Linked DNA regions of Zea mays: regions 1 and 2 are each linked to region 3. Evidence: chromatin contacts called from public Hi-C data. All regions are on one chromosome and are shown on one strand. The core of a region is the stretch at or near the end of the contact, and the rest is flanking DNA. Distances in the headings are between cores, read along the strand shown.

Evidence for each region. Hi-C and Micro-C count contacts between places; a contact is called where the count stands out from the background.
Region 1: a Hi-C map of bundle sheath shows a contact between it and region 3, with 2.2 times the contacts expected there. The contact joins the promoter of LOC100383002 here to the promoter of LOC100285540 in region 3. A contact is called at or near these places in 3 of 25 Hi-C or Micro-C datasets (bundle sheath, ear and tassel).
Region 2: a contact with region 3 is called in a Hi-C map of tassel, with 2.1 times the contacts expected there. The contact joins the enhancer-like site here to the promoter of LOC100285540 in region 3. A contact is called at or near these places in 2 of 25 Hi-C or Micro-C datasets (ear and tassel).

Annotation. Positions count from the first base shown.
Region 1 is chr5:102,919,168-102,922,478 of Zm-B73-REFERENCE-NAM-5.0, forward strand. It overlaps LOC100383002 (pink scutellum 1), which reads right to left and starts at 1,685. Exons shown (of 1, transcript NM_001175684.1): 1 at 1-1,685. The coding sequence starts at 1,638. The coding sequence ends at 166.
Region 2 is chr5:103,398,209-103,401,490 of Zm-B73-REFERENCE-NAM-5.0, forward strand. It overlaps LOC100281969 (phytoene dehydrogenase-like), which reads right to left. Exons shown (of 2, transcript NM_001154886.1): 2 at 2,259-2,676. The coding sequence ends at 2,407. Among protein-coding and RNA genes, the nearest start is that of LOC100281969, 9.7 kb to the right of the region's middle. Within about 2 kb of position 1,428, at least 9 of the 20 cell types and tissues checked have an H3K27ac peak or open chromatin away from gene starts, as enhancers often do. A contact at or near this core is called in ear and tassel, where this site is marked.
Region 3 is chr5:103,152,161-103,155,013 of Zm-B73-REFERENCE-NAM-5.0, forward strand. It overlaps LOC100285540, which reads right to left and starts at 1,569. Exons shown (of 6, transcript NM_001370719.1): 1 at 1,015-1,569. The coding sequence starts at 1,424.

The DNA.
Region 1 (3,311 bases), core at 435-2,934, 230 kb before region 3:
CAGCAATTCCTATATCTGACAGGAGGTCCTGAACTGCTGTTGCTAACTGTGTTTTGTGAATCCATCTTTGCAAATCGTAAATACAGTGAAAATCATCGATACCAAAATCAGAGATCCAATGGAGATCAGATCTTCACGTGAAAAATGTAGGTATACATACCCTCCTCACCCATCTCTGTCCTGTATCAAGTTGCCAATCATCTTGCCAAGAGGCACGGTGCCCTTGGCCATGATCTCCAGCCTCGACGAGTTGGAGGCGTTCCCGAACAGTGCGAGGCCGAACATCAAGAGCTCCGGCAGGAACAGTCTGGATGACAGGAAACCGTGCCAGTAGTGTGGCTCCAGGTCGAAGAAGGCGTCGAAGAACCGCCGCGTTCCCTCGAGGTCCAGCTTGAGCAGGACGTCCATGCCGAAGCAGAAGAACTCCCTCTGCCGCCGCCTGTTGGCTGGCCACAGCTGCTTCCACACCTCGGCGGAGAGCGCGTCCCCTGCCAGGCCACCCATGCCGTTGCCGGTGCCGGTGTCGAGGAACCTTACGATGGCGTCCGCCACGATAGGCGCGGTGGCAAGCGTGCGCGCCACCATGTAGCCCGTGGACGGGTGCACCATCCCTGCCGTGCCGCCGATGCCGACAACCCTCTGCGGCAGGACGGGCAGCGGCCCTCCCATGGGGATGACGCAGCGCTCGTCCTCCTCGACGCTTCGGACGCGTATACCCAGGTGCCTGAGGCGCGCGGCCATGCGCTCCTGGATGTCGTCCATGGCGAGCCCCGGGCGCGCGACCAGGGACGTCTCCTCGAGGAAGATCCTGGTGGGGGAGAAGGGCATGGCGTAGAGGAAGGTGGGGATGCGGCGGTTGCGCTCCCTGATCTCCGACCCTTCGGGGAGGTGCGAGTCGCGCCAGTCCATGAAGAGCATCTTGTCGATGTCGAACGGGTGGGCGTCGACCTCGGCGAGGATGCCGTAGGCGACCTGGTACCCCGGGTTGTACGGCTTGTCGTACTGCACGAGGCAGCGCGAGAAGCCCGTGGCGTCGAGCACGACGCTTGCCGGGACGGCGACGCCGTCGTCACAGATGAGGAGGGACGAGGCGTCGTAGTGGACGGCCTTGGCGACCTTGGCCTGGTGGAAGACGACGCCGTTGGCGACGCAGCGGTCCATCATGGTGGACTTGAGCTTGCGGCGCGCGACGCGGGCGTAGGGGCGGTCGAGCGACTTGGCGCCGCCATCGTCGATGAAGACGGAGGCGGAGGGCCAGACGGTGTCGAGGCAGTGGGAGAGGCCCATGGCCTCGAACTCGTCCACCCACACGCCGTAGTTGTTGGGCCACACGACCGCGGGGGACGGGTCGATGGCGCACACCGACAGGCCCGCCTCCGCGACGCGCTGCGCCACAGCGAGGCCCGCGGGCCCGCCGCCCACCACGGCGAGGTCCACGGGGCGGGCGGGCGCTGGGTCGTAGCGGGGCAGGTCGAGCGACAGCAGCTCCGGCCGCGTGGGCGGGGCCAGGGACCGCAGCGCCGCGGCCGACGCCGGCCCAGCCATCCCCGCCGTGGCGCGGCAGAGTACGGACGCGCGCGGCGCCGGCGGCTTGCAGGGATGGTGGTGAGTGCGGAGGAGGAGGGCGGTAGTGGCCATGGTGCTGGCCTGGTGGAAGGTGGGGGGAATTCGAGCGCGGCGGAGCCGTGCAATCCTGAGCCTGAGGCGGTGGTGATAAGCTGCAGCTGCTTTGAGTGGGGGCACCACCGTCGATCCAATTCCATTGTGGCATTCTTCACCCAAGCACCTCAAATGTTTTTTGAATATTACTTTTGGCCTTAAAGACGAAGGACAAGTCCACGAAAACGCTGCTGGCCGATTCTACCGATAGATCCTGCGCCGGCCTTCGCAGGTAAGAGACAACGCCGGCCTTCACAACCACCACGAGCGCAGCATCGGAAGCTTACCCCCACTACTTGTCACCTTTCAAACCGTCCAAATTGCGCTGGTGGTTACCGGGAATTGCCATGCCCCGACCCCATGTTTATTCAGGCCTTACAATGACCAGACGATGTTTCCTCTCTGTGTCTGGGCGACTGGCCTAATGCGAGTTTCGATCATGTAACATAAAGGTTAAAGCAAGAAAAAGCTAACTACTGTATTATGCAGTGCACTTTTAGATCTATGACTAATCTATACTACTCCTATTAAGACTACAACGAAGGCGTCCACACCTTCCATGCCCCCGTCGTGCCCCCGCCTCTCTCTTTCCCACACTCGCGACCCCTGCCGAGCCCCCGCCCTTGGATCTCGCCCACGCCCACGCAGTGGCACATCCCCCGCCCCTGCCTTGCGTCCCCAGCGCCGGAGGCATCGCCTGGGCGGTGCCTGCTCTGGCCCAGCCCGTGCTCCACGCCTCCCTAGGCGCCCTTCCGCTCCCGTCGCCGTTACGCTCTGTCGCCCGCACCCCGCTCCCCACGCAACAGCCGCCGTCCATGGTGCTCGCCGTCCATAGGGTGAAGCACTACATCTAGGAGATCCGTCTGGAGCGAGCACTGAAGGAGGAGGCGTCGTCCATGCGGGCCACGGCGAGGGAGTGGCCCAGGCTGTTGGCCCTCACAGAGCGGGAGAGGAAGTCGAACGACGCCGACACCGAGCCCCAGTACTACAGAGTGCGGCGCCGACCATGGGGCAAGTACACAGCAGAGATCCGCGACCCCTAGCGTCATGTGCGCATCTGACTCGTCGACTTTGATACCACCGAGGAGGCCGCACTCAGCCACCATCCAGCTAAGTGGGCCCCATGCCACCACCAACTTCGAGCTTGCAGACGACGTGTTGGTCCCCGTCCTCGACGAGGTCGTCGAGCGCCTCCCTCACCCGCCGGCCCCGGCATCCAAGAACGTGTCCTCTTCCGCCATGTTCTACGACTCCAGCGAGTAGTCCCACGCCGCGGCAGCGTTGTCGACCTCCGTGCTCCGCATGTTCCCGCCCTCCGCGGCCACCGACGCCACCTACACGAAGGGCGCCTCTCAGAAACTACCAACTCCGTGAGACATCCTTCCCTCCTTGCACTCGTTGTGCCTGAGCTCGATGGTGCCTCTGTGGTATGTTTTCTTGTAGATGCATCCAGAGACACTTCATTCCCTTCAGACCTATACAACAAAAGTGGATGAAAATCTGCTCGCGCTGAACAAGGAAAATCTGCTCGCGCTGAACAAGGAACCTTCACTACCTGCATTGTTTTGATACAGGGACTCAACATTGTACATATTAAAGTCTTCACGAGCACAACAAAACTGAAGGGAATACCACCCAAATCATGTAAGTGC
Region 2 (3,282 bases), core at 178-2,677, 250 kb after region 3:
CGTTCACTCCCTGAGGCATCACCCTCTGAGTAAACCAGAGTTTGACACCTTCCACAATATCCTCGCTAAGAAAGGCCCAATTTGTGTGGAAGAAGCGATTTCCAGATGTGTTTCATTTGTTTTCGCATGAGTATATATGTTCATATAGCATTTGTAATAGATATATAACTCTCATGTATACTTGTATGGTATTATGATGAAATTTCGGCAATTTACGGGACCATGCACCTTGCGTGGCGCGTAAGCGTGATAATGGGCTCTAAATTTTACACTATAAGATTTAAGGATCGAATCGGATTAAGATTAGACTCTATTTTTATTAATTTTGAACTAAAAATTATTTTGGATCCTAATATTTTGTAAAGAAACATTTGGATCACGATCCATTAGCACCTCTAGTGGCGCGTGGTTACGCTGTCAAATTTATCTATATAAAGTACAATGGTACGTGTTAACACATACAATCATATGTATAGAACACAACTATTATGGTAATAGGCTTAAACGTCCAGACACCATCATCACGCAATATCCCAAGAGTCCAGGGACCGGTGCCTGCAGCTGCAGCAATATCCCAAAAGACTTGAGCTCGACGGTGACGCCCTGGAAGCTTTTAGACCAGGCGAGGCTGGCCAGCCATATGGCCCATGCCATCATCAGGACAGGACGCCATTATTTTGGACTGACAGTGCTGCCTCCACCCTCTGACAGCCGGTGCTTAATAATTCAGTTTAACTTGTCGCGAGGGCAAGTGCCGCTGTTCGATGAATGGTCTCTCTTGCGTCCCGTTCTCGAGGAAACCTGTGTGAATCGAATTAATAAATCCCTTTTGCGTCTTGCAACGTTTGAGCTAGTGCTGGAAATATGGATTATACTTTTTAAATGAGTATGGTCCGAAAACAGAAGCCCAAAGTATGATCTACACGAAATAATATGGACCTGACTAGTATGGCCCGAAGTCGGGATTGGGTCGGACCTCAAATTCTGGCCCGTCTTGCCCAGCACGGCCTACACAGATGGGCCAGACTTAGGCCGGCACGGCCTAATTAAGTCCATGTTGTTTATTTTTATTAATTTAATGAGTGGTAGACTTTATATTGTTATGATATTTGGACTTTATGATGTTAAATGATATTAGCATTGTTTAATATCTTTAATTTAGTAAGATATGAACTTTACGTGGTTGCAATATTTTAATTTTATGTAGTATATTGGCCGAGCTTGGTTGGCACGGTCCAACAAATGCAAGAAGTCATTTAAGATAGAGTGGGTCACTGTTTTTACACTTCGATCTGTTACGATATGACTTAATTTTTTTTTTAGCATTATTTATCTAAACCCATTTGATACCAAGTATGATAGGCTTGGGTCAGAGCCGAGTGTGACTCGGCCCAATTCCCAGTTTGGGCCGGGAGCACGAGGTCAAGTCGACGGGTTTCCCGGTGCAAACGGAGGTCAAATCTGCCTGTGCTCCTGAGACGTCTCGGAAAGCAAAGACTGCCAGATTTTGGACGAAGTCGTGTAGTTTGAAAACCCATCCGAACTATAAAAAATAAGCATAATCCGAAACAGCTTCTGTTATCTCTATGAATTACAACTTTAATCTAAAACAATTTATACTGTTTTTACATTATATTTATTTTGTAGATTACAACTACAGCGGTACGACGGACGGAAGTAATGGAAGAAGAAACTGCATGGGATATTCCGCAGAAAGAGAAGGATGTGTAATTCATCCCACGTGGTACAAGAGCATGAACCGAAGATCAACACAAAACCTGCAATTGGTAGTCAGTACAGGTAGCACTGCGGCGATGGTGTGAAATAACTGAAATTTAGTTTAGATTCTACATTAAATCACTTAACACCTATAGATTTAGGTGAATATATAAATATAGATTTAGATGAATATATAAAAATATATTTAGATGAATATATAAGCATCCAAGGCCTCAAGATTCTTTTGTACAGGAGGATTCAGCTCCATGGACTGCTCCCCTGCAGCCAGATTTCCTTTGGCTGAAAATCTGCAGGAATCTTGGTGGCAAGCGCGTACACTGCAAGATGCAGTTCGCCCATTGATCCAGAAATTACAACACACACAACAGTGACATGTTTCTTGTGGAGCAGTAGGCAATGATTGTGCCCCGCAAATCCCGGCACCCATGCATCAATTTCCTAACACTAATAATACACTGTGACTGTGAGGGACAAAACCCAACTGCTGCCTGTTTGTCTGAAAGTTACTACAGCACAACTTGGAATCTGATTGCATCATTTCAACGGTGGGAACACCTACAGCTACAGCTACAGCGTTGTTTCCTCAGCCAGAATATATAATAATATGTTTCCCGGATAAGCTCAAGTGTTGGCAAAAGAATCTGCATTGTGGCATATGGATGGAAATCATTGGGTAGTAGAAATGTGATAGGCCGATTTTACTTTCTTTTCCAAGAGGGCAACATGCTTGTCGAGCATGGACACCACTGCCTCAAACTCAGTCACCTGTTGATCTATCGCATCAATCTGCGACACGTAATCCTCGAAGCCTCGGTTTTTCTCATTCAGCTGCTCTACAAATACTCGCAGACCAGCGGCGATGTCACCGTAGTTGCTGTATTCCTGTGATACGCGATCATTCATCTTCTCAAGCAGAGCAAGCTGATTGTTAGTCCCCTGACAGCAATGACAGAAATCAAGTGACTGCCAATATATATATTAAATTGAATAGAAAGTTGCATGTAACCGCAAATGCCAGCCACAACATAACCAGTACTCCACACATTCCAAACTATAGTTCACAATAGCTTTTCCCTAAGTCAAATATCTCTAACTTTGACTAGTTTTTTTAAAGAAAATATATTAACATATTATGGTCATATATAGACCAGTAACAGAACACACCATGATAACAAGTTAGCCTCCATTCCAATAATACTGTACATTCACTTTTGTTGTTTTGAACTTCTGATCCAGCATCCATGAAAACAAAATTAAGGATTAAGTCTATTTTTGGCCCGACTTTTGCCTTTGTCTAATTTCAACCTCCAACTATAAAGGCAACGACTATTGTGCAAACAGTCCTTCTGTGTAAGCGTACAAGCTAACTATCTGATCCATTAGATCGTGATCCAACCGTAAGTCATATTTAACACTTAAACCCTTCCACCACCAACTCAATAATCTTTATAAAAAACCCTCTAACAAACTATGGTTGTATATGTGGTTGAATCGTAACCTAACGGATCAGATGGTTTGGACTGCTTGCACAACAGTCATTGC
Region 3 (2,853 bases), core at 319-2,818:
TTAATTCAACCATTCGAACACTTCCTCAGATAGTGAATAACAAAGATTTGCAAAATTACTCGTCAATTAAAACATTTGACCAGCAATTCCAGTATTAGAACTTTACTAGCACTACCAAACAGACAAACTGCATGAATGTATGTATCAATTTCATGCCCCTGCAAGCAGGTGCTATTTCAGCACACTGGTACCAAAAAAAATGTTTGTACTACACTCAATTGATGAACAAGTCAAATGAAACCAGGAAATATAGTGAAATATAACAATCAAAATCTATGCAAACAAACGAAAACCAGGCTCCATGCCACCTCACATAAAATCAACTCGGTCATAAAAATAACATATAGCAAATAGGAACTAAAAAACCAAATTTAATTTGTGTTAACTAAGCTTAAGTAAATTAGCTAGATTGGAGAGCAATCGCCTCAAACAGACTTGGGCAGGTTTATTGCAAATCTAAAATGAAACAGCCTCACAGAAAAATTACGACAACCACAAATCAGCTAAAGTAACAGTGTCCGACTGGTTTCAAAGCCAAGATTGAGCGTATACAACCACCAGCAAACAAAAGGCCAGGGGTCAACGCTTATATGAAGATAGTGAACTTGGAGTAACAAAAAAAAATGTAAACTTGTACTAGAACTAGAACTACTGCAAGCAAACCCAGTAACATCAAGCACCATTCCAGCATTAGCACAGCTCCATACTCAGATCACGAATGCCTCAGGGCAACAGCAATTAGTAAGCTTGCATCTGTAATCGAAGCTAGGAGACAGCAACCCCAGTGATCCGCCCCCGAGTCCCACCATTCCATCCGAATGAACACGATCGGCATTCTAACTTGAGATAAGATTGCAGCTGTATCTCCGATCCAGGACACGATCAGGAAGATCCAAGGCCACACTGCGAAGCCACGGTGGTCCCAACCCAATGGCACAGAATTGCAAGAAGGCCAATGCAACTCAATCGGGGGGGGGGGGGGGGGGGGGGGGGGGGGGGGGGGACGGAGCGTACCCCATGAGGTTGACGTTGAGGTGGGCGCTGAGCTCGACGAAGAGCTCGTACATCTGGCCGAGGTCGGCGGCGTTGCCGTGGGAGTAGAGCAGCGTGAGCTTGGCCCCCGCCTGGCGCACGTGCATCGCGACCACCTCCGTGCCCCGCTTCGTCCGCAGCCGCCGCGCCTCCACGTTAACCCTCCGCGGGACGCCCGTGAGCTCCACCACCGCGCCACCGCCCTTCTCCTCCCCCGCTGGCGGCGGCTTGGGTGTGGCCGGGGCCGGAGGCGGCGGCTTGGATGTGGCCGGGGCCGGAGGCTCGGGTGTGGCAGGGGCCGGAAGCGGCGCCGGCTGCTCGAACCCGTACGACGGCGGGCTCGGCGGGAAAAAGGCAAAGCGCGCCGCGACCGTAGAGGTGACGGCGCCCATCTAGGGTTAGGTTTTGCCGCTGGGCTGGGAGGCGTAGGGGAGGAGGACGCGGGGTAGGGGAGGGTGGACGGAGCGCGTCGATGGTTTTCGGTTTCTTTTGGTGTCGTGGAAAGAGGGAGGGGAAGGAGAAAGAGACGCTCTCCGCTGTGGATGCTGTTTGCTGTGGCGTTGGAAAAGGGGAAATTTCGCGTGTGAAATGCAATCGTCGATTGTGATGATGATCTGTTTTTTTTTTTCACCATAGGAGGTCGAGGTTCAGCTCGATAATTTTGAAAAAGACCAAATTTTGACTTTTACTTTTCAAATTTTAAACCAAAATAAAAACTGAATTGGTTTTCGTTTCTAGGTGAGTATCTATAACGTTAAATTTCATCGAACAGAGGTACTTATCGAACGAGATCCTTGGTCTTTAACAACCCCCGTCTGTTTGCTGGGCTTTAATCCATATTAAATTCTACTCAGTGTTTTATCTTTATGGATTGTAGCTCCAGCAATCTGAACAGCTGTTTTTAATCTGAAGCAAACAGTCCTAAACCATAACTGCAGCAGTCCGAACAACAGTCGATAGTTTTAGGTCATGTTTGATTGTAGTGTTTAAATACACTAGATTTAATAGTTAGCTGCTAAAATTTATTAGAGACATTAGCTACTGTAAATTAGTTAATAGCTAGCTAGAAATTTGTTAGTTAACTAATTTCACTAACAACTTTTTTGCCAACTAAACATTAGCTCTAGTGCATTCAAATATTTCCTATAGGTAATAGTTTATTGCTAAAATTAGTTAAAGACATCTAAACAGTCTGTCTAATTATTTAGATATTAGCTATTTTATTAGATTAGTTAATAGTTAGCTAGCTAATTCAACTATTAACTTTTTAGCCAACTAAGCAGTGTTTGAATGCACTAGAATTAATAATTAGCTGCTAAAATTAGTCGAGACATCCAAACAGTCTAACTAATAATTTAGCTTTTAGCTATTTTTAGCAAATTAACTAATAGTAGCTAGCTATTTGTTCGCTACTAATTTCACTATCAATTTTTACCCAATTGGTGTTTTAATACTAAAAGAAAGTTAATATTAGTTCTAGTGCATTCAAACACCTCCTACCTATTATCTTTAGTATATTAAACACTCCTTTACTAGAAGAAAATAAAGGGAACTATAGTGACTTGCAATATTTGTGCATACATAGCGATACTAGAAAAAGAGAGAAATATTGCATTTTCTTTTTTTAAAGAGGAGAGAGACTTTTATTATTACTTCTCTATCTATATCTCTATCTCTATCTCTATCTCTGCTCTATCTCTATTTCTGCTATATTAAAACACCAATTTTTCTAATTCTACGGTTTTCATCATCATTGTGTTCCCCATTTAAATAGTAAAATGCTAAAGTATTTGTGATGTATATTACTTAAGCATAAATAAA